Regions from separate parts of the Rattus norvegicus genome. Here region 2 is linked to region 1. The links are chromatin contacts, called in public Hi-C maps. All regions are on one chromosome and are shown on one strand. Each heading gives the region's core, a stretch centred on a gene start, on an enhancer-like site or on the middle of the called end of the contact. The rest is flanking DNA. Distances are from core to core; before and after follow the strand shown. Region 1 has its middle 160 kb from the start of Qki. Region 2 overlaps LOC102549608 (a long non-coding RNA gene).

Region 1 (3,055 bases), core at 332-2,831:
GAGATTCACACGGCTCAGTCAGGGTCTTCAGGGACAGGGAGAATGTTGTTATCCCCTGTCATTCTTGCTGTCTGCTAGGAAACCTGGGCTTTAGGGGAAATTGTGGCTGTGCCTTGACTACACCCACCAGCACCCCCCAGAGACTTACCTGTCAGTTTACTTTCCAAGCTAGGGCCTGTCATATCTAGGAGAGAAGATGGCCCGATTCTTTAGCCTATGAGCTCTAGGCTTAAAGGAGCATGTCTGAAATCTAAGATGTCCCGGCTTGAAGCAGCCTCGGGCCACTCTCATTGTATGGAGCTGTTGCAGCTTCTCACCTCAGAGGCACTGACAGTGGTGGTTACCCTGGAATGGCCCGCAGTGGATGGCTGGCCTGGCCCGGCCCTGAAGCATCTAACCGGAAAGTCTGCTTACACCACTAACAAACCCGCGGATCCTGGTGAGGCTGACCCTGAAGGTTCAGAGTCGTTCAGGACCTGCTGGGTCCCTGAGCCTTGGGACCAGGTTGCACAGAGTTGTTATCAGGTTGTCCTATGTGCAGTAGATGCTCAGAAACATCTCTGGCCTCTGTCATAGATGTCAGCAGTGCTCTGTCCCGTCACATCCAAAGCTACCTGCACAGGTCACCAAATGCACACTTGCCCCACTTAGGAACTGTTTCAGGGGAACCAGGGACTGTCCCGGTGTTGCCAACACTGTCTGATGGTTCCTGGGGGAACCTTGCCGCCTTTCTCTCTCTCTCCACACTTACCCTGTTACAGACCCTCTGACGCCACCATCCTTTCCTGACTTGGTTTACCCCCCCCCCCCGTATGGAAACAGCACTCTTTCATTCCTATCAAGAATTCTTCTCCCAAATTTACCTGGGCACCAGCATCCACGGACCCTCTCATTAGCCCCTAAATACAGCACGCTTAGTTCTACCCAAGACCCTGAAATCTGGCCCCTGAAATCTGAATAGTGGTGAAATGTCTCTAGAGGAAGCTCAGGGATTAAAGCACTTGGAGTTCCTGCAGGATGGGGTTCTGTTCCCAGCACCCACATCAGGAAGCTCATGCCCACTGGTATCTCCAGTTCCCAGGGATTCTAGACCTCTCCCTGATTCCCTGGGTGCCAACGTCCATGCGTACACACATAAGTAAAAAATAAAATTAGAAAGAGAGAAGGTCCCTAGCAATGTTCACACCTTGGAAAGTCCGCCTTACACCGCGCTGCTCGGCTGCTGACAGGAGGGAACTCTCTATGGATCCTGCTACAGCCACATCTTGGGTTCGGCCTGGAGGCTGGGAGCAGAGATGGCTTCTAAGAAGGGGAGTATCCACTTGCTCCAAGTGAGTGGTCAGACTCTAAAGCCAGCCAGCTCCTACCACACGTCAGGCCTCCAGCAAATGACAGGGCAGGCAGGAACAAGCATAGCTTCAGGGAAACCAAACTGAGCATGGGGTGCTGATGGTTTCCGGGAATTCCTCTGCTCTTCTTGACCTCAAGAAACCTCTTTGTCACCACATCTACTCTAAGTCTGATGTCACCACCACAGTGACTTCATCGTTACCCTTTCACCTCCTGCTACCATTCATGAACTCATTCTGTCCGCACACAACAGTTCATCCCCCTGTTTCATCCCATTAGTTTGCCCTTCCCCCCTGCTACTCTACGGGCTATCCTTTGGAATCAGAACTAGTTTAAGTGGGAGTCAAATTTATCCATGGAGAGGCCCCACGGTAGCACTTACCCAAAGAGGAGCTGAACCTTTCCCATGAGGAGTCCTTTGTCCTTTCAAAAAGCCCTTCTGGAAGTGTGTAATCGGCACATGTGAACAAAGTCAGATCACAGACTGACAGTGGATCACAGACTCTGGGGTAGGGCTGGGGAGCCCAGTGTCTGTTGCAACCTGTGCCTGGTGATCCCAGTACATGTACAGAGAAGCAGTGTGCTGGCAGATGTGTCCAGCTTCTTGACAATGGAACAAAGTGACCTCATCCGCAAGGTTCACACGCTACAACCATGCAAATGAGCTATCAAAAATATTGAGCTGGGAGATGGCTTATTTGGCAAAGTGCTTGCCATACAGTGATGCAGACTGGAGTTCAGAACCCTCATAAAAAGGCTGAGAGAAAAAGTCTATATCAGTGATCCTAACAGGGAGACAGAGATAAGCAAAGACCTAGAGCTCACAGGCTGGCCAGTCTAGCTGAATCACTGAACTTCCCGGTCAGTTAGAGATCCTGGAGATCCTGTCCCCCACAAAATTATGTGGAGAACAATTGAAACTGACATCAGACATTGTCCTCTAGCTTCCACATGAAAGCACATACATGCATGTGCACAGGGTCACATGCATATACCATGCATGCACACATATATATACACATACCTCACAATGTTTTAAATAAATTCAAATTTTTTTATGTTATATCACATTCATAGCTATTCTCAATAGCACGTTGCCATGCATAGCCTGAAAGTCATGGGTTGGACATGCCTGTGAGTATGGCCAGCATTTAAATTAGATTTCCTCTCTCTTCTGCACAGTAAACAGCATGTCTTCTTAAAGCCTGTCTGTGAAGGCAAAGCTTCTCACTGCTGATGCCTCCTGACAGCTAGAGAGATTCAAATCATTTGAATAGTTCTGCAGGTCACAGACTTCCTTAGGAAACATAATATAAATTTCCAAACACTTGCAAATTCGGGAGCATACATTGTCCTTTTGATTTACACCCATAATGACACTCGTGCCTAAATTATTTATGTAATATGATAATGCTCCGTCCGTTGTAGACTCTCTGAGGTGAGCCAACAGATAACCACTTTCCTACCTGAAAACAAAATGTGTCAGGCTAGAATAATGTGATATTTTTGTAAGACTGAAAGGACGGGGTGATTTGCAAATGTCGTGTTTTCAGGGCATGAGTAAAATTCTCATTATTCACAACCTGGGATCCAAGAGGCTGTTGTAAAGGCAAACGAGGTGAAACGTTACAGCCAAACATGCCAAGCACATCAGCCTTGTCCGCTGCTCTCTGGGTATGATTGCCCACACACGCTGATTGTTTTA
Region 2 (2,825 bases), core at 230-2,729, 400 kb before region 1:
GTCCACGCTGCTACTGAGCACTCGGGGGAAACTAAGGCAGGCAATCACTTAAAGCTGAACCCAACCTGCATTACCGGATGAGGTCCAGGCCAGTGTGGGCTCATTGTTGTCTTTAAAAACAAAACAAACAGAAAGACAAGATTTCCCAACCCAACCTCAAAGGCAAGCTATCCCCCAAGGTTCCTAGCCAAAAAAAAAAAAAAAAAAAAAAAAAAAAAAAATTTGCTTAGCATTCAGAGATGGGAGGAGGGGACACATGCTGGGCTTTAGAATCAGGGTGGATCCAGTTGCCCACACAAGTGGTATAGAATCAGGCTTGTCAGGCATCTCCTTAGGCAGATGATGAACTTATAAAGCAAGTGGGAAGGTTTGGCAAGAAGAGGGAGATGATGTAATTATATTATAATCTCAAAAAACTGTAATAAAACTTTCTGGTTGGGGTCCCCTGGGCCACTAGGGGGAGCCAGGAGAATGATATGGAAGGGTACTTGGGGGGTCACCAGATCTGAGGAAGAGCTTAGGAATCACTACCACAGTGACTTCTGAGAAGCTCACATCCCTCTCTGAGGTGCTCTGGAATCATGTCGCTGTGTGCGGTACAGACAGAGGTGCTCACTGAGGATGCTGGCCCTTCCCGAGTCCGAGACCCACAGCCTCAGTTCTGGGCAGCCAGAGGCACTCATAGCTAAGCATGAAGGACACGGAGGCCGCCAGGGCAGGGCTATTCTCAGACTGTTGGAATGGAGGTGACAGGTCACATCATGGTGGTGTTCAGAGCAATGAGGGACTTGGCGCTTGAGAACATAGCCGTAACTAGACTGTCTCTGAAATTTAGGACTCCTCAGAGAGGTGCAGCAGCAAACCCTGAATGGGGAGGGGCTGTTGGACACAGTCATTCGAATAGAACATTTCACGTCTCCAGGGCATCAAGCAGCACAGCCTGGAGTTACCACATCCACATTACCCAAGAGAAAGGTCACAGACTCCGCCCATCTAGCGTCTGCCCTCACTCATTTTTTTTTCCTCTTGAAGGAAAGTGCTGACACCATTTCCCAAGCCTTAATTATACATAAAAGCTCTCTCTTTAGTCAGAGAAAAGCTGGATGTAAACTCAAACCCATATTGACATTATTGACCCACCACTGCCCCACACGAGCCTTGCATCTGCCTGCCAGTATGACAGAAACTGGTGGACAAAGGACACAAATGTCCCATGTCCTTGACAGACGTACAGCTTTCATTTCCACATCGGGAGAATTCTGTCCTAGCAGATCTGCGGGGAGGAAGAGAAACAGGCTCCTGATAAGAGCTTGGCGTGCAACTCCCCGGCATCTTTCAAGTGACAAGCAAGAGCTTCTGTGGCTCACCACTCTCTGCCTAGACAAATTCTAAATATGGATCTGCACATATGTACAGATTAGACTGAGCACACAGGAGCAAAACAAGCTGGCCATCCGTCCCTCCTGTCCCCTCCCTCCGTAGGAATCTGGCTGGGGATGGAGGTTTGAGTTCCGTACGGACATTCTTAGAACCCAGCTGAGCAGAGCACAGGAAATCAACATGCCTGCATCGGAACTGTGTTCTGCTCCATTACCCCACTTGTCAACCAAGGGTTATGTTCTTGTTGCCCCAGGTCCTATATTCAAAAGGGGGCCCACATATTCCACCATAGCATCCCCAGTGCATTAGCACTTAATGGCCATGAATCATGGAGCAACACTCTGTGTGTTTAACCAAGGTTATGGGGGTGGGGGTGTTGTTGTTTGTTTGTTTGTTTGTTTGTTCAGCACAGTGCTATTTTGGTCTTGAGCATACTTTTGGCCTTTGTGGTTTTATGGAAATTCAGTGTCCTTCAAGGGAGGGGAAAGAGTGATGTGCACCCAGAAGAAATCTGGTTTCTCAGCTCAGGCCCTTGGCTGCTTTGGAGAAACTGGGAGACAATATTCTGAGCTGCTCAGCAGCTGTTTCTGGCTTCTCTATGGTTTACCTGTCCTTCAGTTTCTGGTGACATTGCCATCTTAGTCCCATTTAGAGGTCTGCTATCCTCTGTGGGCTTCAATCTCAAAATATTCTGCGATGGAGTGCCTCCAACACTGCCCAGGAAACCCAGCTGAAAACTCAGAATGTATGCGAACAAGAGGGTCATTCGCTTGTTCAGCTAGACCTTCCATTCATGTCAGAGAGGGTTTAACTAAAATGACCAAACAAAGCCTCTTAATTAGAGCTGAAAACAATAAAGAGACAGACAGACAGACAGGATGGATAGATAGATAGATAGATAGATAGATAGATAGATAGATAGATAGATAGATAGATAGATAGAAGGGTGGGTGGGTGGATGGATGGATGGATGGATGGATGGATGGATGGATGGATGGATGGATAGGCAGTCAGGCAGGCAGACAGACAGACAGACAGATAGATAGACAACAGATTCAAGATTCAGAAACATTTCTCCTGGGTAAAACTAAAGCTGAAAAACAAATTGTTCTGTAATCTATGAATCCCAGAAATGAGCCACAGTGGTTGGAATCACCAGTGTCTCTCCATTTTGAAGGAGTTTGGGTGGCTGCGTCAGGGTGCATGACGCTAACTGCTGTGTCAATGAATGACTACCTGGACTGGAGGGTATAAAGATGGCCTCTTTGTCAGTCCAGGCCGGTTCTCGGACTGTGAGAAGCTTTCAGGGCCCTAACCTCCTTCCTTACCATGACTGCAACGTTCGCTGGGCTGCATGGTACTCAGCCTCAAATCACAGATCAGAGAGGAAGGCGGAGAATAGCTTCCTAGCCACTATGACAAAGGAGTGATGGACACCACCTCTG

What was found. A called contact is a pair of places that touch in the nucleus more often than the background predicts.
Region 2: a contact with region 1 is called in a Hi-C map of Schwann cells, with 2.7 times the contacts expected there. The contact joins two enhancer-like sites. A contact is called at or near these places in 1 of 12 Hi-C or Micro-C datasets (Schwann cells) and 1 of 1 datasets of contacts at active chromatin or transcription factors (oligodendrocytes).

The regions. Positions count from the first base shown.
Region 1 is chr1:53,097,052-53,100,106 of GRCr8, reverse strand. No RefSeq gene overlaps it. Among named protein-coding and RNA genes, the nearest start is that of Qki, 160 kb to the right of the region's middle. Within about 2 kb of position 1,581, at least 2 of the 93 cell types and tissues checked have an H3K27ac peak or open chromatin away from gene starts, as enhancers often do. A contact at or near this core is called in Schwann cells, where this site is marked.
Region 2 is chr1:53,495,870-53,498,694 of GRCr8, reverse strand. All of the region lies in intron 2 of LOC102549608 (a long non-coding RNA gene), which reads left to right. Among named protein-coding and RNA genes, the nearest start is that of Pabpc6, 96 kb to the left of the region's middle. Within about 2 kb of position 1,479, at least 30 of the 93 cell types and tissues checked have an H3K27ac peak or open chromatin away from gene starts, as enhancers often do. A contact at or near this core is called in Schwann cells, where this site is marked.